Regions from separate parts of the Sus scrofa genome. Here regions 1, 2, 3 and 4 are each linked to region 5. Evidence: chromatin contacts called from public Hi-C and promoter capture Hi-C data. All regions are on one chromosome and are shown on one strand. Each heading gives the region's core, a stretch centred on a gene start, on an enhancer-like site or on the middle of the called end of the contact. The rest is flanking DNA. Distances are from core to core; before and after follow the strand shown.

Region 1 (4,155 bases), core at 1,006-3,505, 140 kb before region 5:
CTTCCGCTTGGCTCCCCTCCAGAGCACCCATCACTTGCACACTCCTCACTTAAAGAAAAAAATCAGTCTGTACTGCAAGGCGGGGGTGAGGGGGACCCTTAAAATGCCCTCAAAGGGATTAGCTCCAGCATAATCAAAAATATGTGATCAGGGAGTGTCAATAATAAAATTTGAGTGAAAACATCTTTATTTTAAAAATTGTATGTACATCAATGCCACATTAATGCCAACTCAAGCATGAAATGTTGAGCATTTCTTGGAATATGGTTTGGGATTTGAGAGGCACACAGCTACCTGCAAGATGATGGCTTTGGTGTAGTTATAAATATAAATAGAAGTAAAATAACAGTTGCATCTTCATTTGTAATGAGTATATACTGTGGCCTCAAAGCTACAAAGGAGAGAGGATGCCAAGGTCTGTCTTTCATTAACATATGCCTTAAATGACAGAGAAGAGGTGTTAAGACAAAATTACTTTTTCCTCTGAGTATGAATCAGCAACATGCAGTAACAAGCAAGTAATAATAGTTCTTCGTGTGAATGCCTACAGAGGGCAAGAAAAACAGCATCAAATGCAAGTTCACCTGCACAAGAGGCCCAGGAGGCTTAGCCTACAGCGCCCTTGAGCACCATCCTGAAGTGTTTCAGGGCACAGTGGCCCCAACCCTGGTGGCAAGCCAGGTTGGCACGAGCTGCATGGACCACATTCAAACCTCCAGATGGTCAAAGACAGCCCACCCTCAGCTGCTCTCACAGCTCATCAAAAGCAAGCTACGAGGCACCACCACTGTTCAAGAGTTTAAAACAGCTGCTTTGGATTCTGCAGTGCATGTGGTTTCACAGCCACTTAACCTTTAGTGAGGAACAGCTAGAGGCAGGCGAATGGATAAATACATGTTAACATTACATAAGGAGGAAAAAAATCAATACTATTTAGAAGCACATGGAATTCAAATAGTCACAGATAGTGTTTAGTTAGCTGTGTCCTTGGCATCCCAGTGATTTGCATCTTTCTCTTTGATTTTCTCCAGTAGGTAGGCACCAAGCAGAGCCTGAACTCCATCCAGAAAGTAGAAGCTTTCCTCTGAGTATGAATCAGGTGTTACCTACCAAATTAAGTGAGCTATTGATTGCCTCCTAAAAAGCCCCAAACATCTCTCCTATTTGGACTGATGGGGTTTAGTCCAGGAAAACCAAATTGTGTTTTCCTCATGCAAATTCTTTGGGAATGTTTTCAAACCATTTCTTCTTTATGAAACTTCCTAATTCACTGCAGAAAAAGCAGAATTTTTTTTTTTTGGTTAATCTCTATGAATTAATTGTTGATTGCTTCAAAAAAAATTTAGGGACGGGCGATCACCCTTCCAGTCTTTAAGCCTTTCTCTTTGGGAAAAAGCTCTAAACTGTAACTTCCTAAAATGATGAGAGTCTGTTGAGTCACTTGCATTTGTTTGCTGTTTATTTGTCCTTTTTTTAAATGCTGTGTAGTTAACACAAGCAACATTGTGCCATTGCTGCCTTATTTCTCTCACCCCCTGCCTCCCAAGAGTGACTTGTCTTTCTCCCAAGGCCATCCTGCTATACAGAACTCGAGAGCTCACCAAACACCTGTACTTATGGCCCCTCCCTCAGGTGAGCTGAGGCAGTGTCCCCTTAAGCAGCAATTGGAACTTGCCTTGAAAGCCCGAAAGAGAATGGCTGAAATTGCCAGTGTCACTTGCCACACTGAAGCAAGGAAATTCGTCTCCAAGGATAATAGTGTTTCTCGTGGCTCATACATCTTCCTCCACAGCCCTCATTTATTTTAATGTGTATCTTCCACTTTGACTCTCCAGAAGATATTTTTAAAGGTTTGTAAAAAATCCAAACGAAAGATGAAATTCAGGATCCAGAAAAGCATTTCTTCTGTTTCTCCTGTGCATGAATGTATTCTTAATCAACCAGTCTTTCTGAGCGGTCTCTTCATTTGCTGCTTTGTTTCATAACAGAACACTTGGGCTCTGGAGATTAGGGAGACAAAGCCTCATTATGGCCATCCTTGTTTTACTCCCATGTCTTATATGCTTTCTCTTCCTAACTCACTCTCCAGGTGCTTCTTTCTCTTGCCAAATAGTGCAAGAAAATACTTTTGCAGATCTTTTGTTTACTTAAAAAAAAAAAAAAAAGCAGAAAAACACTGATCCAGCCTTTCCCATTCGGGAGTGCTGCTCATTTCCTCACTGGCCTTTAAAGTCTGGCTCAGTAGCAACCTGGGGATTCGTTTTCTGCCCAGAGTGAACGGAGCTGGGTGCCCAGCAGTCCCATGCTGGAATGAGAATTAAATTCTGCTCATTCCCTGGATAAGCAAGTGGATGCTTTCCTCATAGATTTTTTTTTTTTTCTTCTTCTTCTGTTCCTCGGAGTTTTAATGTTTAGTCATTTAGCTTTGGCTTTTTAAAAGATATTTTAGTAGTGTTGTTTCTCCTCCAAGTGCATGCAGAAGCTGATCATGGGCACAGAGAACCTCTCAAGAATAAAGAATTCCCTGTTTGCTGTTTTTTACCTCCAATGAAAATGATACATAACCCATGCAGCGCTTACCCCTACTGCAGTTCCATTACCAATTGCCTGGCTTGGTACAGGAGGAACCATAACATCTAAGGAATTTGGCTCGAGCTACCTCATGCTCTAGATCCCCAAGACTGCTGAGTTAATGAAGCTTCGGTTATTATTCAACTGAACGTTTTCTTATTTCATGTAAGTGTTAAACATCTTGCTGTTTCTTCTCTTTGGCACATTTACATTACTTTTTATTATAGACCCAGCTATGCAACTGGGTCTATACCATCATTGTGTATATGTGAATACAAGTTACTCTTGGTTCATCCTACCTTGGGGAATTTATTCGTAGTTTGTTATGAGGTGTCAGTAACTTTCCAAAGAGACTGGCTTTCTAAACCTGGAGCCAGTCTTTTTATATAAAATTAATGCATTTTTATATTCAAAGATGTTTGAACTAGGAAAGTTGGATGATAAATAGAAAGCGACTGACAAAGATCTTAACTACATTGGGGTGGGCATTGTCTTTAAGGTCTTAATCTTTAATATTAAATAATACGGCAGAGTTCGCATTGTGGCTCAGCAGGTTAAGACCCCGACATTGTCTCTGTGAGAATGAGGGTTCGATCTCTGGCCTCCCTCCCTGGGTTAAGGATCTGGTGTTATCACAAGCTGCAGCATAGGTCACAGGCGCATCTCGGATCTGGTATTGCTGTGGCTGTGGTGTAGGCCAGCAGCTTCAGCTCCAATTGGACCCCTAGCCTGGGAACTTCCATATGCTGCAGGTGAGGCCCTAAAAGAAAAAAATAATAATATGGCAAATAAAATATGATATGTGTGTGGGTGGTGGTGGGGATTACAGACAAAGACAATGTCATTGGTATAGATGAGGTGCAGTTGAAGAAGTGTGCCATGTCAGTATGGTGACAAGGAATCTAGGGTCAGTCATTCCTCTAAAATTCAGCCAAGCATAGACAATGACCACTAGGAAGGGCTACCAGCAGAAGCAGCTGGCACTCTAGCTTAGAGAAAGTAGTCAGTGTTCACAGCCAGAATAGCCAAATATGGTTCCAGTGACCCAAAGAAAAATGCAAAGTCACAGAAGATTGTAGCAAGAGTGACTTCTAACTGAACCGAAGAGAACTAGACTGTAAGCTTAAATGCCCCCTGGCCTGGCTCAGGAAGAACCAAAGAAAGCTCACCGAGTCTTGGGAATAGGAAGGTTGCAGAGGCCATGAGCTCTTGTTTCTGTGTATCTGAACTGGATCACAGAAATGGCCCTTAAGACATTTTGTTCTTGATACTTTTTTTTTTTTTTTTTGCCATTTCTAGGGCCGCACCCACGGCATATGGAGGTTCCCAGGCTAGGGGTCTAATCAGAGTTGTAGCCACCGGCCTACACCACAGCCACAACAACGCCAGATCCAAGCCACGCCTGCAAGCTACACCACAGCTCACGGGAATGCCAGATCCTTAACCCACTGAGCAAGGCCAGGGATCGAACCCGCGACCTCGTGGTTCCTAGTCGGATTTGTTAACCACTGCACCAAGACGGGAACTCCATTTTGTTCTTGATACTTTTTTAGAAGAGCAAAAGCTTGCCTTTACCAGATTCTT
Region 2 (4,192 bases), core at 130-2,629, 230 kb before region 5:
CTGCAACATGAATTCGCTATAAATTGGTATTATAGCGAATACCAATAAAATGAAAATGAAACCTCAAGCTTTAGGTTTAACAAGATTTTTAAGTTACACACATTTTATCCCCTACTCTTATTTTTGGACCCATTTTTCCATTCTCTTATTTCACAAGCACTAATGTAGGCATAAGTGTTTCCATAAATATTAGAGTTCAGATCAACAGTCAAATGAATTACAACAAAAATTTTCACCAGATACCTGCTGACACAGCATCGATAATTATCAAAATATATTCTTCCTCTCTCATAGGCTATAGGTGACTTGGAATGAGTCGTCCAAACATTCTTAAATTTAGTACTTTCCTGAAAGACACAAGGAACTTCAGTTTAGGAAATAACTCATAAGCTTCCACTCTGCACCAATTTTAAGTTGGATGGTTAAATTGACAGTTTGCAAAGTAATTTCATGTACTTTTTAGAAAACATTATGTTCAATGCTTCCTCAATCTGCCCTCGCGTTTTGGCTTAAGTGGAGTGATCGATTTTAGAAAAACTGTTTCTAAGAAGATATACGAAGGTTAAAACTAAAAGCATGCGGCGGTTCCGTTTTAATGGTTATTTACTAATCCCCCCGCTTCAAGGCCTGGATCACCCTGACCATCATGTGAGATCTTAAAAACGGGCTGTCCTGCAGAAAAACTGCACCCCAGCAAGAAGGCTTGACCTCCCCGTCGCCCCGTCGCCCCGCTGCCCCAGGTCCGGCTCCCGGTGGCGGGTGGTCACCTGGCACACCAGCGCCCGCAGGATGCCCAGGTTGGTCCTCTGCACCACGCCCGCGTCGCGCGAGAAGAAGCCCAGCGCCCGGCGACTTAGCCGGCAGCACACGTTGGGCTTCTGACTTGGCCCCATGGAGGCGCGGGCCAATCGCGGAGTTGTCCGGGCCCAAGAGGGGCGCGCCCCTCACTCCCGCGCAGAGCAAGGGCCCCTACCGCCGAACCTCCAGGCCCCAACTCCCTGAGGGGCCCAGGAAAAGGTGACACCGGGAGCCTGGCAGTGGGCGCAGGGCGGTGGGGCGAGGGGAGGCAGAGCCGGTGCTGCCCGTGAGTGGAGAAGTGGGAAGGAAAAGCAACTCCCTTCTCCGTCGGCCCCTCCAACGCTCTAGGGCTCGGGACCCGGCTGCCGACAGCGCGACGCCTGCGTAACGCGCGGTCGGATGGAGCCGTTCCCTCACCGGGAAATGTAGTTCCCAGTACACGCTGAGGGAGCCTGGCCTGTTCCCAGAACTACAATCCCCATCAGGCAGCGGGCAGCGAGCCCTTGCCCTGGCCCCGCCTTCAACCCACCACAGCCCCGCCCCGCCCCTCCTCCTGGGGCTGGGCTGAGTCTGCGCTGTAGGCCTGGCGCGCTTTTCCGGGTCTGCACGCGGCGCCGGGGGAGGGCCTGGTGGCTCTGTACTGCCGCCTCCTGGTCTCGGTTTCTTAGAATACGCCCTTCGCCCAGGGGTTCGTTTCTTGCCGCCCGGTACCCCCAAGCCTCTGAACCCCTGGACTCTTGCTTTGGGAGGCTCTGGCGGGACGCCGAGAGGGGCATTGTGTCGTGTGCGATCCCTTCCCCCCGAGGCAGCATCATGTGCTAAAGAAAGGTACGCCCTCGGCTTTCCCTTCAGTGTACTGTGAACGTTTTGGATGAGATGTATAGTTAAACATTTGGGATCAGTAAACACTGCTTTTGTGTTATGAGTTAGTGGTGAAGATGCTGGCATTCCCGCCAAACTGGAGTTGAATTACCCTTTACCAGAGGTCTGCCCTGCTGTGGCCCTCAGAGACGCGGGCAGGTTTTGCAATAATTGCTGCATTTTCCTTTCACATTTTACTCCCTCCTTATCGGGAATGAAATATCACATATTTACATTATTATTGAACTGCCCGAGGCATTCCAGTTTGATTGCTCTTAAGTAAAAGATGACTTTGTGACTATCCCTGCCTGTAGGTCAGAGTTCCCACTACACTGCATTTTCAGCAATCTTGCACCAGACTTGTCCTATTGCTCTGCTTGTGAGTCCCTTGAGGGTGGTGTCTTTGCATTTCCCACGTGGCCTCTTGTTCAGAGGTAGGCAAGGCAGCAACTCCATCTGACAGAGCAAAAAGTACAACCCTGGGTGAGTGTGTTGGGTTAAGTGTTTAGGAAAAATTTGTCATATCTCTTTTTAACCCTGCTGAATTTCCTTTAGGGCCTAGGCTTTTGCTGATTTTTCATATCTTATTTACAGCATACTGTGGAGTGCTTTGTATATTTTTAGAGAGCGCTATAATAGTTAATTTGCTAATTCATGAATGCAGCTGTCGCTGAGAAAACTGGGACCCAGAAAAGATAACGGGATTTTCTTTGGCTGAAATGAAATTCAAATCATTGCTGAATTGAACTCATAATCTTTTTTCATCTTCCCCTTCACCCCCACTTATTTGTCTTCCAGTGGTCTTTATCTCACCTTCCAAGCCCCAAGTCACCCAAGGGACAGCCATCTTTTCCCTCATCCTCAACCAAGTACTTTTGATTTTGATATCTGTCTCCTCTTCATACCCCAGCATAATTTAGGGCCTCACCATTTTATCACATTATTATGTTAAATAGCCTCCTTTCTGCCTTACTTAAATACTTTCAATTCCAGCCCTCCACTCTGCTGCCAGAACGATTTTTCTAAAGCACAAATCTGTCATTTCCCTATTAAAGCTTTTACGTGGCTCCCAATCACCCAGAGCAGAATTTCTCAAACCCACGTAGATACCCAGGATTAACTTAAAATATGATCAGTATGTTAAATATATGCAAATATGAAACTGTATATAAACTCCTTATGTTGTATCTTTTGTACAGCTATAATGCTCAATTATATGTTAAATGAAGCAAAACTATAATACACATAAATTCTGATGATTGCTTGTTCATTGTTACCAATGAGACTGTTTTTGCTGGACCTATAATGCTCTAAAACAATCTTCACTGTACTTTGGGGCATAAATTCCTTACCGAAAAGCCCGTTTATATTGTCCTTGTGTTGAGAGATTACACAATGACTTCACCCCTTTATTTAAGCCTGTAAAACTTTCCTTTGATCCATATGTCATGATTTCATTTGCTCTTCACCTGACAGTCTCCATGTCTCATTATCCTGCACCAGTGACAAATGGTACCACTTGTTTGCCAGTGCAGTCCTGAACACAAACGTGTAAAATGAAATCTTGTGACAGTAATCAATTAAAAGGTGCCATCCAGGTGATCCAGAATATCCTTTTGTTCAAAAAAACTTTTTTTCTCTTTGGATTTTTATTAAATTGGAAATAAAAAACTTCTCTCGAGACATCTCATCACCTTGGGGCTACATATACAAATCCCTCTAGGTATGTCTAGGTCCCCTTATAGGACAAAATCTGAATGCCTTAGTGTAGAATACAGGGCACTCTCTTATCTGTATCTTGCCCCCATTTTCAGCCTCATCAGCCTTGCCCACATTTTGCTCTCATGGTTCTGATATGTTGCCTACTTGTTCAAACTGGGGTGCCTTTACATTGAACATGTCTTTGTCTGGAGCTCCCTTCTTCTCTTGTCTATTTATCTCAATACTCATCCCAGGTCTTCTAGCTCCACTCAGACACTTCCAGACCCCTCCGTTTTAGATGTAGTTTTGCCTCTTCTCACATGTACTTTGCATACACTGGTTGTGGCACTAATAGAATTGTTGTTTGTCTCTCTTCCCAACATATTGTGTTCAGAGCTGTCCATTCATTCATTTAGCCTCCTTATGCATTAACCACATTTTAGGCAGTATACTCCAGATGCATATGAATATGGAATGAATGAACTATTCTGAAAACAATGTTTGTGTAGGTTGTATTATCAGCAACTAAGTACTTGTAACATAGAATCAGATTTAGTCTCTTTATTTCCAAATAAATAGGAAATGACAATATTAATCAGAAGAAATAACATTTTAAAAACTTTAATCCCTAACAGTTTTACCTATAAAGTAGATATTTTCTTATTGAAGGTAAAATGGCATGAACATATATCTCTAGCTTAAGATTTGGAAATGACTTCTCTTAATTTGGGGCATAAAATAAACATTGGTGTTTGGTTTGTTTGATTTTTTTCATTCTGTGTCTGTGATATTTATGGAATACTTAACCATCCTTGCCATGATATTTTAAAGA
Region 3 (3,910 bases), core at 865-3,364, 230 kb after region 5:
TCCCTCAAAAAAAAAAAATTTTTTTAATTAGCCTAAACTAGATGATCATGACTATTTTAAAGCACCAACAAAACTCAAATGAAAGAAAAATTATTTTGTCTTTGTAACATTTATGCCCTAGATGAAGACTGGAAACTAAAGTTGTCTCTAGTGCTTCTAAAAACCATATTTATAGATTAATAGCCGATACACCACTGAATATGAGTGAGTGCTGATTTACTGAAGTGCACCTATGTAAAGAAATTCACTTCAACTTTAACACTGAACGAACATAGTCATTAACAGAAGTCACTGAATTAGAATCCTTTTGATGTGTACAGCTTTCTTATAGACTAAAAACTCATCAACACTGCTTTACCTAGTGCATGAATTATAAAAATATCACGAATCCCAGTATTCATGGCCACAATCAGCAACTGTGAGAATCATCTGGTAATACTGGACAACATAGTCCAAAAGCAGAGGAACTCAGAATCAAACCAGAGAATAGAAAAGTACTGCCACCAAGTTTCACTTCACAACTGGGATTTGACCATTCTCCCTCCATTTCCGTCAGCGTGGTACTTGGGGGCTGGCTTAGCTGAAGGGAATTAGAAGGTAATAGTTTATTTATACATTCTCTGTATTTTCTGGGAAAATCATACTCTCCTACCAAGAGTGTGGCTTCAACAGGGATTTTTAGCAGAGTGGAGAGGCAACTAGATGTGATAATCCTGAAGATCAGAAAGGTGACTGATGACAGCCCTATCAAGCAGACTTCTGGTAATTTAGTTTAAGAATGCTGTCTCACCTCAAACATGGGACCTAAGGGAGAACATGGCTGTAGCACCACGGATTGAGCTTTCCTACTTTCAGTGAAAATTAGCCAGGAGCTAATATCTAGTTACACTGAATGGTGCTCCAGATTGGGGCTAGTTTGCTGACAGTCCATCATGTTATCACTCACGCAGGTGTCACGCACACAATCAACATTGCTACTTTTAAAGACACTCAGTTCCACGAGGAAAGGACCACATGCTCTGAACAACCCAGGCTATTCATAGCAGGGACTTAGCTAATGCTTTCAGAGATACTGTTTCCCTGCGTCCTGGGGACTGAGGTTGCTTTCCTTTATTTACCTGATTTTTTTTTTTTTTTTAACGTTCCTCTCCATTTACCTCTTTTACACTGTGGATCTAAACATTCATCACCACCACACCCTGAGCAGACTTAGAAAAAAGAGAACGGAAGTTCCCCTGGGCAGGAAATGTGGAAGAGGAGCGTTGGAAAGGTCAGGAGCGACACAGGACAGAAGAAAGTCCAGTTGAAAATCAAGCAGATTTAAGTACGTCGAACCTGCTTCTAGGCCATTTCGTTTTGTTTGCCTAATTGGCCTTTCCCGACATCCAGACAGCGCCGAGGTAGATTAACACCTGCCGTCGCATCCCCCTCCCCTAGCCTGCGGATTCCAGACTTCCTTTTCACAGAAAAGAAACGCTACCTTCACCATCACCTCTTTTACAGACTTTGCCCCCAAGCCTTCCTTGACTTTGGGAGCTAAGAATGAAGGGGAGAGGGGCAGAGAAGGCTCTCAAAAGGAAAAGGAGCCGAGGTTGCCCTCTTCGCCTGGGCCGCCCCCGGCCAAATCGTAGGCTGCCACCTCTGGCTCCAGCCTCTCCTTCCGGATGCTGGGCCCGGAGAGTCCGGGGTAGGCGGGATGCGAGCGGCCTCTCGAACCGGCCTCGGCCAACGCAGCGCCGGCACTCGCCGCTCCTTCTCGGGGTCCGGCCTGGCTGCCCCAAGAAGAAGCCCGTCGGGGCCTCAGCCTCCCCGTGACCGGGCCCCGCCTCCAGCCCGCCACCCCCGCGCCGCCGTCGATGCTCTTACCCGCAGGACGTGGTAGCCCTCCGTGCCCCCGCCTGGGATCTCGACGCTCTGCGAGGAGCCCATGGCGGCGGGCGATCAGTGTGGCCGGGCCGGGCTTCGCGCAGCTCCCGCCTCCCGCGCACCACCCGCTCCGCTCCTCCGCGTAGCACTTGGGACGTGGCACTCGCTGCCTCGGGAGAGCCGGGCCGCGCTGCCCGCTGGGAGATCGTCGCCTCGGCAGCTGGGGCCGCAGCGACGCCGCCGACAGCGCCACCTGCCGCGAACCACCGGGAGGAGCCTGAGCGTACAGCAGGCGAGGGGAGGGGGGAGCGGGAAGGTGGGGAGGGGCCTTACTCGTGCTCGCGAGAGAGCAGAAATACGGTTCATCCAGCCTTGGCACCTTGCTACGGGTCCCTGGGCTTGACAAGATTCATCTAAGCCGCGTTCCCGCTAGCCTGCAAGAAGAGTTGTTTGATTGTAGCTCCGCCTGGTGGCCAGAGACCAGGAAGGGGCTGCTGTTGAAAAGAACCGGGTGGATGCAAACACTACGAGTTCCCTCTTCTCTGAGTTTAAAGTACTCCTCCCAGGTTGTACGGAGGAGCGTGGTAGGGTATCTTCGTGGGCAGATAGCGCTTCCGCTCACCTCTTTATAAAGGAAAACGCTCCCTTCATAAAGCACTTGTCCTAAAGAGTCATGGAGGACCCGCCGAAGTTCTTTGTTTTTTTTCCCCTAATTATGAGAAAAAGATCGTCACAAACTGAGCGGTGCCCGAGTGGGGAGCACAGTTGGATGCCCTTGGAGTTCCACCGCCTGCTGCTCAGTTCTCCACCCCGCTTCCTTCAGTTAGCCAACTTGTGGTCACAGTTTTCCTACTCGGTTGCTCCTTTTGCCCCTTCCCTTCTAAAACCCCGCAGTTATGGCCATTGCCCACGGGTCAATTTGAGTATCACTTACGGTGGATCAACCAGATATCAGAGCATGTGTATTCTGATGTGAAGCAACATGAAGTACCTGTTATCACCTGTGAAGTACTCTGGTCCAAAATGTTTACCTTGCTCCTTTCACACCTTTAGTTAGATCTTCCAATTTACAGGAAGAGAGGATAGAGGAATAAGTAAAATGATTTCACAAGGAAGCAACCAGGCAAAAATACAGGAAGTGAGCCGTTTTTCATAACAGCTGGCCAGTTCTTTTCATCAAATCGGAATAACAAGAAAGAGTTTATACTGGATTAAAAGAAATAATCAAGAATATAGCCAGGAGGTGCAATGAAAGGCCATGAGTTAGGGGTTGATTTGGAAAAATAAGCTGTAAAGGACAGTTTGGGCTCAATTGGGAAAATGTGAATACTGAGAATTTGAAGGTAAAGCATTAATTGTCCTGGAAAAGTGGAAATTATTGACTGAAAAAAGACCAGGTTATAAGGCAAAATATGTCTGTAAACAATACAGACATATTTTTGTAAACCAAATACACCTTAACGCAGAGTATGTGTATGAAGATGTAGCAAGATATGAACCAAGCATTACTATGGTGACCCCTTGGTAGTGATGGAATTTTTTTTTTTTTTTTTTTTTTTGGTTTGGTTTGTCTTTGCTGGTGCTACATTCTGAAATACTCATGGACTGCTTTTGTAACAATAGAAGAGTATTTAGAATTTTAAAATAAAAAAATCATTTTTCTTTCTCTGCTGTCCATAAACCAATACCAGGTTTTTAGGAGGCCTGGGACATATATAAAGATTCAGATGATATCTCCAGTTATGAGGCTTCTCAAGGACAGGGAATGCAGTGGAGTCAGCTCTGTATTCCTAATACCTAATAGAGTACCTGGCAGTTAATTCAACAAATTAATGAATTTGACGCAAAGGAGTAAGTATAAGAGCTAGATTTGTTGATAAATATTCTTGTTCTGCTTGGCAATTATAATCCTCTTCGTGGTGGTGTTATAAGCTGTTGCTATGTTCAGTGGTCAAAATTTTTGTTTCCCAGACATCTGACAGGAGCCATAGTTTGCAGAACACCAGCTGTGGACCTGAGGTAGTGGATGCGCAACTCCAGCCCC
Region 4 (4,043 bases), core at 346-2,845, 190 kb after region 5:
CTCTACCACCGGTGTAGCTGTGAGCCCAATTAACCTCTCTGGATTTCACCATCTTCATCTGGAACTCGAGGAATTGAAAGAGATCTCCAAGGCCCCCCAACCCCCAAGCTGCTCTCCTTGGTGTATATGCATGGTTGGTTGCTGTTGTTGTTGTTGTCGTCGTGTTTTGTTTTAAAGCACCAGGGTGGAGAAGCACTGGTCTGTGGATTGCTTTCCTGCGCCCAGGTGGAAAGGAGCTGCAGACGAAGAAGAAACCTCACTCCTCTGGGCTCTTGGCTCTCCCCAGACCTCTATAGACTCCCCAGTCACACAGAGAGCAGGGTGCTGGACTTGGGAATGAGGGGGATTGGAAGGTGGGAGACAGGGCATCATGGTGCTTCTTTGGGTTTTAAGTCTCTTTCGAGATAAGATGAGATCCTAAAGTTTCCCCCCACCACATGCACTCTGCGGGACGCCTGCTAACGACCTTTCTCTCCTGCTCAGAGGGAAGCTGCCAGCAGCTCCACCTTGCTTTTTGGTTTTTAAGTCTATGCTCCACATATTTTATTTTCAAAAGGCTATCTGCTGGCTAAAACCACTGTTTTTCAAACCACTGATCTTTGTCAAGGGCAAACCTACTCCCTTCTAAAAACAAAACAGAAAAGCTTTCATCAGCTCTTCATTAAGGCACAACTTGAGCTCCCTGGCATGGCATCCAAGCACCCTCCCGCCCCAGCCCCCAAGTTGCAACTGCTGCCACGCCAGACGTCACCATTCCCGCCCCAGCCACTCGGAGCAATGTGCGGTCCCAGGACACACTATGGGCCACATACCTTCATGCCATTGGCGGATGCTGTTGCTTCTGCCCACAGTGACGTTCCACTTCGCCAGAGAACCTCTATGTATCCTTCAAAGCCCTGACGTCACCTCCCCCGGAAGTCTTCTCGGACTTCCTCCGGTGGAAGTCATCCCATTTCTGTCCCTTACTATCATCACGTGGGTACTAAATTACTCATTATAAGTAGTGGGGTGAATGTCTTTGGATTGAGATCACATGGGCCCAAACCTAGCTGTCCCTCTAGATGCTCCTGGGCCTGCAAAGCAGGAAGGTTCTCCTCATGGAGCTGTGGGGAGGATGAGAGAGGCCCCGAGTCCAGCCAGCCCACGGAGGGTTGTTGGGCCATGGGAGGTGCGCCCCCACATCCAGGCTCTAACCTCAGGGGGAAGCCTGGGGTTGGGGAATGGGGGGAGCAAGACCCTGCCTCTCCCCACCAGGTTCTCAGACTTCTGATGTTTCTTGCCATATCTGAGGAGTTTACAGACACCCGTAGGGCTTTTCCTTTTTATCTTAATCTTCAGGTTGATATATTTACTTTAAAATTGTGTTGAAAAAGAGCTCCTTTTGGTGAATGCACCCAGGCTTTTCTGCATCCCCACTCAGCTAAACTTGTCTGCCATAAAAGGGAAGCACAGGACCAATTCCAGGAGCCCTTTTCGAAAAAAAAACAACAGTCACCCCCATCCTTGGGGCCCCTCCCGCGACTCCCCAGCCCCGCCCCAGGGCCCTGCGAGGCCGGCCCGGAGACCCCGTGGCCTCCAACGGGGCGCGGCTTTTCCAGGTTCGCGGCGCCACCTGCCGGCAGAGGCGCGTACTGTGGACTGGCTCCCGCTCCACGTGGCGGTGAATTAAACAGAAATCCCGGGGCAAAAGCCAATGTTCGGCGCTGTGGCCAGCCGGTGTGTGGAGACAGAACTGAGACCTGGGTGTGGACCGACCTACTAGGAGTCAGGTCCTACCCCAAAGTTCCCCGCTGTATAAACTGGAGGAGGTTTCTTTTCTGGTAAATGGAGCGATCAGTACCACCTGCCGGGAGGCCAGGGAGAATTAATAGAAAAACTCACTCAGCTTGGTTCCTGGTGCCTGCTATCAATGCAGCACTTCTCTGTAAATTGATTCCTTTTTCTCACCAAAGTTTATTTGTAAAGGAAGCTATTTTAGCCTTGTCCTAGGAAGCAGCTCTATTTTTCCAATGCATGTTAAAATGCACATATATGTAATAAAATTAGAAAACAATTTCCTTCAGGTACAACACACCAACATCCCTCAGTGTCTGCCCAGGGACCCCTCCTCTTTCTCTTCTGCCCCTTTCCATGTCCACAGTCAACCTTCATGTAGAGGACCTGGAAGCCCCAGTGGGTTGAGTTTTCATCTCAGGTGACAGCATTTTCCTAGCAGAGATCTCAATTTGGAAAGACAGATTTCTCTGACTCTGAGGTTTCATGCCCTTTTTAGTTCTGGTCATTCCAGGAAAGGAAAAACAAACACTTGGCAGACACCAAGGAGGGTAAATGCTTTATTAAAATCAGAATGAGCTTGAGCTCCTGGACTGAGGCAATAGTAACCTGTCTCCTCTTGCTTTTATTCAATAAGACAGACGGAGTTTGCTCTCACATTTATGTTCCCCACCACCCAAAACACACAGGTTGCTCAGCTGACAACCTCAAGTGAAACAATGTTAGAACTGTGTATACTTCATGTACCTAACATTTCCTGAGATCTAAATGCCAGGACAGCCCCTAGAGACAATGTGTTTCTCCTGCCATCCTGTCTCTGCGTCTTTCTGCTCAGGATAGGTGTCTGAACCACAGAGGTTCAGTTTCTGGCCAAAGTGACAGTTTACTAACACTGCAGATGATCACAGTGTAAGTCTACAAAGGCAAACGTCACTGATAATTCTAATCTAGGGCCAGTGTTAGGGATCTCTTAGTAGAGAGCTTTTAAATGCCGCCAGAGATGGCAAGCCCCTCCACTCCAGGCTCAGCAGTCCTGGCTAAGTCTCCTACTTCTCCCCTACATGAAAATAGCCCTATTGTTTTCGTGGGTTAAAAAGTAATTCAAATATGTTTTTACAAAGTCTATCAACACACAAGTGTATAAAGAATAAGTTCCTACAACCCCACCCACCCTAATTCAAGTGTTCCTTGAAGATATGCTTTCTCCTGCAAACCCAGACAGACTTACTAGTTCCAGTCTCAAACCAGGCTGGCCTGGCCAGAGCTGGGCAAGGGTAGGCGGCTTTCTTCTCACCAGGATGGGAGGCCATAGAGTGGAGGGAAAGGAAGCCGTTCAGGAATTGAGGACTTCTCATTGCCTACTCCTTGGTCCCTATGAAAGAGAACTGATGATACATTTCAATAGATTTGGTTGATAAGGTAAATAAGTAATGGGTTTTTGGTCCCAGACTTGGCTTCTGGAAGAGGCTGGGGAAACCTAAATCCCTGTCACTGTCCAGAGATCTATGTCCCCCCAGGTTTATAGTTTAAGCGACGGCTTCAAATTTTGTCAACCTGAGTGCCCATTTCACCATGATTTATGGATCCAAAATAATGAAGTCCATGAAAGGATCCTGTTTTCTGATCCTGGATCCTCTAGGCTCTAGAGCTTCCAACTTTTTGAAGCCCAGGCTTCGACCCCATCCCCACCAGGATAATACTCAAGACACTGAGCTTCAGATGCCTGTGGGCCAGGCAGGTGGCAGAAACCAGTGGGGCCAGTGGCAAACCGCTCAAGGGGGTGGTGGTTTCCTTGTGGGGCTGAGGACCCAGTGTTGCCAGATAAAACCCAGAAATCTGGATTTATGTGAAGCTTTGTTTTCCAAATGCTGGCAATTAACTCATACTTAGAAATATACAAGGTGGCTCTAAGGAAGCATGTTTGAGGGAGGCCAGTGTGCTACTCTTGTTTACTGGGCAGCCTGTCCTGCCAAGGGCTTTGCACAGGGCTGGTTCAGCTCCTTGCTTCAATATTTACCCCATGAGCCAGGAGCACTTACTCAACCTTGGTTACTGCTATTATCATAAGACCTGAGGCCTTCATGGAGCCGAGACCTGTTTCAATCTAGTGCCAGGAAATATGGTGCAACCTCAGTCTGATAACACCAAGTCCCCAGGCCCCCGTCTGCCAGCGGATGGAGTGTTTTTTCTCGTTTTGTTTGAACTGGCAGGAGGGGTCAGAGAGTACTGCGCCTCTGCTGCCCCGGGGAGGCAGCTTTTCCTGAACCTGG
Region 5 (3,844 bases), core at 600-3,099:
ACCTGCAGCACATGGAAGTTCCCGAGCCAGGGATCGAATCCCAAGCTGTAGCTGTGACCTATGCCACAGCAAGAACTCCCTAAACATATTCTTTTAAAATACAAAAAGAGCATACAGTTACCTAATACATAGGAACTCTTGCCTTATGGTGCATATGCTTTCATATAAAAATCTAATGGTAAGGTCCTAGGTATGCATCCAAGAGAAAAGAAAGCCTATGTCAACACAAAGACTTGTACACAAATGTCCATCCTTAGTATTATTCATAACAGATGTCCATCAACAGGTGAACGAAATAGAGTATATCATACAATGGAATACTCAGCAATAAAAAGAAATGAACTATTGATAAATACAACAATGTTGATGAATCTCAAAATAATTATATTGAGTAAAAAGAAGCCAATTATATTGAGTAAAAAGAAGCCAGAAGAGTACAAACCATACAATTCCATTTATTTAAAATTCTGGAAAATGCAAACTAAGTGATAGAAAGCAGATCTGTGATGACTTGGGGAGAAGTGGAGTGGAAGAGGAACCATAAAGGAGTAGAGAAAATTTTGGAGGTTGATGGATATATTCACTATCTTGATTGTAGAAATGGTTTCAGGGTTGTGTACACACCAAAACTTAGCTAGTTGTAGACTTAAAATATGTGCAGTTTATTGTATGTTACTTATACCTCACTAAAGTTGCTTAATTTGTGAGATGTACTTCTTAACTTTGAAAAACAGTACATGACTAAAAACTCACTGAAGAACCTGAAGCATAAGAAAACTAAAATTACTTCTGGAGATAACTGACAACCATGGTTCTATTCTAGTATGATAGTTTATCTGAACAAAACATTACTAGGAGAAATGCAAAGTCATAAAAATAAAAAATAGAAATGACATTTTTGTCCCCCTGGTAATCATGCCATTTCCTCATGCTCATACAGTTGCTTTATATCATAATCTTTTTAGTGTTCTACTCAACTTGGTATTTTTAAAGAGACCAATAACCTTGCTGTATTTTTCCTGAACCATTAGACTGCTCTTTTCTGTATAAGATGCCCAATCTCTGTGTGGGTCTATAGAAAGTTACACTCTATAAATTTTAGCAAATGCTCTAATTTGCTTCGGGAATTTGCAGCGGCACTGGAACTTTCTAGAAAACATAACCTTTCAGAAGATGAACCCTGGATGGTTTCCCTAAATATGTGAATTCAGTGATCAAAATTTTCTATGTAGATTTTCCACCTACTGTTTTTAAACAAAGAACTGCTAGACCACACATACAATGCACAATGCGGATAAAGATTCTTTTTGGAAAACATTCATAAAGTTTTACTTCCATCCCCACCCTAACTTATTTTCTTAGCTCTTTCATTCAGTAATCACTCCCATTCTGCAGACAGGGAAACGCACACAAGTTTTTGGTTTTTTTTTTTTTGTTTGCACGGTACAGAGAGACAAGAAAGAAGCAACTCTCAACTTTTCAGTTCCATTTTGAGAAATGATCACATCGAACTCCTGCGAAACGACAGCCTAGAGAGAGCTGAAGCATTTCTCCCCAGGCTGGGTGTGGGTCTGGAGCCAGGCGCGCTTCCGCGGGAGAGAGGGGCAGTCAGGTGGCAGCGGAGCGGGCGCGGGAACGGTAGCCGGTGCAGCGCGGCGGGGGCGCGTGCGGGGCGCGCCTTCTCCCGGCGGGCGCGGGGAAGCGGCCTCGGCGCACGACAGTCCGCCAGCCCCCGGCTCCCGCGCCTCGTAGTGATCCGCGGGTGCGCCAGGGGCACCCGTCGCCCGCGTCTCCTCCCTCGCTAGCTCGTTCCCTCCCCACTCCCCCCGCCCCCAACCCCTGGCAGGTCCCTCCCCCAAGCCTGCTCCCGCGGCCGCCGCCGCCGCCGCCGCTACCGGAGGCGCGGGAGCCTCGCGATAGTGTTTGCACAGGCGGCGCGTGACGCCGCCGCCGCCTGTAACTGATGCAGAGGTTACCCTGCCGTCTCAGCCGCCACCCATCGCCCGCCGCCGCCGCTGCCGCCGCCACCCGGGCGACGCCGGGGCCGACGCACTGCAGAGGTGCCGGCAGGTTCCGCCCGCGGAAGTCTCGGCCGGCGCAGCCGGCGCTCCGCCCGCGCTCCGACCCCGGCCCAGGCGGGCGCCCCCTCGACGCCTCCGCCGCCTCTGCCGCCGCGCTCGTTCTCTCCGCCTCTTCCCCAGCGCGCCCGCCGGCTCCCTCTCTTCTCCCCCTTTTCCTCCTCCCCGTCCCCTCTCCTCCCCTCACCTCTACCCTCCCCACCTTCTTCCTTCTCGGTTTCCTCCCCCCCATCCCCTTGACTCTCCCCTCCCTGCCCTCGCTCTCTCGCTCGCCCTCTGCGCGGCCCCCGCCATGACGGAGGCGGGTGCCGGTGTGCTGCCGCTGCTGCCGTCGCAGGGGGGGAGTCGGGTTCCCAGAAAGTAGCTTGATGAGTGTCCAAAGTAGCAGTGGAAGTTTGGAGGGGCCGCCATCTTGGTCCCAGCTCTCCACGTCTCCAACCCCGGGCTCGGCGGCGGCGGCCAGGTCCCTGCTGAATCACACGCCGCCATCCGGGAGGCCCAGGGAAGGTAAGTGCCGTCGCGCCCGCGCCCGCTCGCGGGTCTCCCCTCCCGCTCCCGGCCCCCGCGCCCTCAGTTCTCCTTTCCCCGACCCTGGGGTGGGGGATGGGGGCGAGGTGTACGCGGGGCCGCCAGGCTTCGGGGAGATAGTGCTCCGGCTGTGGGTGGTGGTTCGCGGGCGGCGGAGGAAACGGACGTAGGGGGTGCGCGCTGGTGGGGACGGGGCGAGGCGAGGCGCGCAGATTCGCCTGGGTTCCTTAAGAGCCCGTCCTGCTGGGGTGGGCGGTCTCCCCCCGGACGCGAGCCCCTTTCTGCTCCATTTGCTCGCACACTCAGTACTCTTAACCTCCTGGCCTCCGGTCTCTGGTGGGTTTTCCCTCTGGGTGAAGCATTCATCCTCGAGCCCCCTCCCCTTCCCTCCCGCACTCCTCCCCTAGAGGCGGTCCCCGCTCTGCGAGCTTAGCTGCCCGGGACCTGGAGGATGCCCCTTGCTTGCAAGGTCTCTGCCTTTCGGGGAGAGGCGCTGAAATTATTAGAGCCGACTTTGATCCCCTGCCTGGCCCCCGAGAGCAGTTTAAACGACAGACTGATTCGTGGGCAGGCTTTTAAACCCACTCCTCCAGATGGTTGCAACTTTCTCTCCTTCGCCATCACCTCCTGCGTGTTTGTGCATTATTTCTCCAGCGAGTAGGCTACTGTTCTTCTCTGACAGGATCGGGGGGTTTGTGGGAAATATCTGCGTAAAGGTTATTGCAAACACGCACCAGATCGGTTACAATTGTTTTCTAAGTTTTCTGGCTTCTTGCATGCCAGTGTGCCGCCACCAGATGTAGCAGTTACACAGCTAGTAAGACAGCAGAGTGCTTTTGACTAAAATGTCAACTTGCTGTATTTAACTTTAAGTATACCACATAAAATGAAATGTGAAAGAGCACAAACATTTATGACGGAAAAATAAATGTGCGTGGAATCGCATTTAACGCTTTTTTGTTTGTAAAACGCTTAGCGGTATTTATCAGCAATTGGTAAATGAGATGTTCGCTCCCTTAGTGTCACACAGGGAGATTGTAGCCACATTTTCAAAAAAGCGTTTGGAAGTCCGTAGTCCGGTGAATCTTTAAAGATACCAGGGGCTTTAATTTATGTTGGAGTCAGTGGGATTAATTTATTTGAAAATATCTGTCAGTATTTACAACTCAGAGCCTTGACATTTGTTAATCAAGTGTTTTGTGCCTTGAATCCAGTGGTTCAGGCGTAGCATTCTTTGT

The links. Promoter capture Hi-C pulls out the DNA fragments that hold promoters and counts their contacts. Hi-C and Micro-C count contacts between places; a contact is called where the count stands out from the background.
Region 1: a Hi-C map of brain shows a contact between it and region 5, with 6 times the contacts expected there. The contact joins the enhancer-like site here to the promoter of TLK1 in region 5. A contact is called at or near these places in 2 of 47 Hi-C or Micro-C datasets (brain and fetal skeletal muscle) and 2 of 2 datasets of contacts at active chromatin or transcription factors (alveolar macrophages and skeletal muscle).
Region 2: a contact with region 5 is called in a Hi-C map of embryonic fibroblasts, with 2.9 times the contacts expected there. The contact joins the promoter of METTL8 here to the promoter of TLK1 in region 5. A contact is called at or near these places in 3 of 5 promoter capture datasets (fetal liver, fetal skeletal muscle and liver), 20 of 47 Hi-C or Micro-C datasets (alveolar macrophages, blood, brain and 11 more) and 2 of 2 datasets of contacts at active chromatin or transcription factors (alveolar macrophages and skeletal muscle).
Region 3: a contact with region 5 is called in a promoter capture Hi-C map of fetal liver, with 3 times the contacts expected there. The contact joins the promoter of GORASP2 here to the promoter of TLK1 in region 5. A contact is called at or near these places in 1 of 5 promoter capture datasets (fetal liver), 5 of 47 Hi-C or Micro-C datasets (embryonic fibroblasts, heart right ventricle, liver and 1 more) and 2 of 2 datasets of contacts at active chromatin or transcription factors (alveolar macrophages and skeletal muscle).
Region 4: a contact with region 5 is called in a Hi-C map of retroperitoneal adipose tissue, with 2.5 times the contacts expected there. The contact joins the enhancer-like site here to the promoter of TLK1 in region 5. A contact is called at or near these places in 2 of 5 promoter capture datasets (fetal liver and liver), 22 of 47 Hi-C or Micro-C datasets (adipocytes, alveolar macrophages, blood and 13 more) and 2 of 2 datasets of contacts at active chromatin or transcription factors (alveolar macrophages and skeletal muscle).

Annotation. Positions count from the first base shown.
Region 1 is chr15:77,469,416-77,473,570 of Sscrofa11.1, reverse strand. No RefSeq gene overlaps it. Among named protein-coding and RNA genes, the nearest start is that of METTL8, 93 kb to the left of the region's middle. Within about 2 kb of position 2,255, at least 4 of the 83 cell types and tissues checked have an H3K27ac peak or open chromatin away from gene starts, as enhancers often do. A contact at or near this core is called in brain, where this site is marked.
Region 2 is chr15:77,561,679-77,565,870 of Sscrofa11.1, reverse strand. METTL8 (methyltransferase-like protein 8) reads left to right here and starts at 1,379. Exons shown (of 12, transcript XM_001925591.5): 1 at 1,379-1,626. It overlaps DCAF17 (DDB1- and CUL4-associated factor 17), which reads right to left and starts at 1,242. Exons shown (of 12, transcript XM_021076469.1): 1 at 768-1,242; 2 at 244-347. The coding sequence starts at 893.
Region 3 is chr15:77,097,512-77,101,421 of Sscrofa11.1, reverse strand. It overlaps GORASP2 (Golgi reassembly-stacking protein 2), which reads right to left and starts at 2,114. Exons shown (of 11, transcript XM_021074828.1): 1 at 1,867-2,114. The coding sequence starts at 1,929. LOC110256942 (a long non-coding RNA gene) reads right to left here and starts at 2,247. Exons shown (of 1, transcript XR_002339024.1): 1 at 1,864-2,247.
Region 4 is chr15:77,134,238-77,138,280 of Sscrofa11.1, reverse strand. No RefSeq gene overlaps it. Among named protein-coding and RNA genes, the nearest start is that of GORASP2, 37 kb to the right of the region's middle. Within about 2 kb of position 1,595, at least 19 of the 83 cell types and tissues checked have an H3K27ac peak or open chromatin away from gene starts, as enhancers often do. A contact at or near this core is called in fetal liver, liver, retroperitoneal adipose tissue and 1 more, where this site is marked.
Region 5 is chr15:77,327,553-77,331,396 of Sscrofa11.1, reverse strand. TLK1 (serine/threonine-protein kinase tousled-like 1) reads left to right here and starts at 1,849. Exons shown (of 21, transcript XM_001927890.6): 1 at 1,849-2,585. The coding sequence starts at 2,447.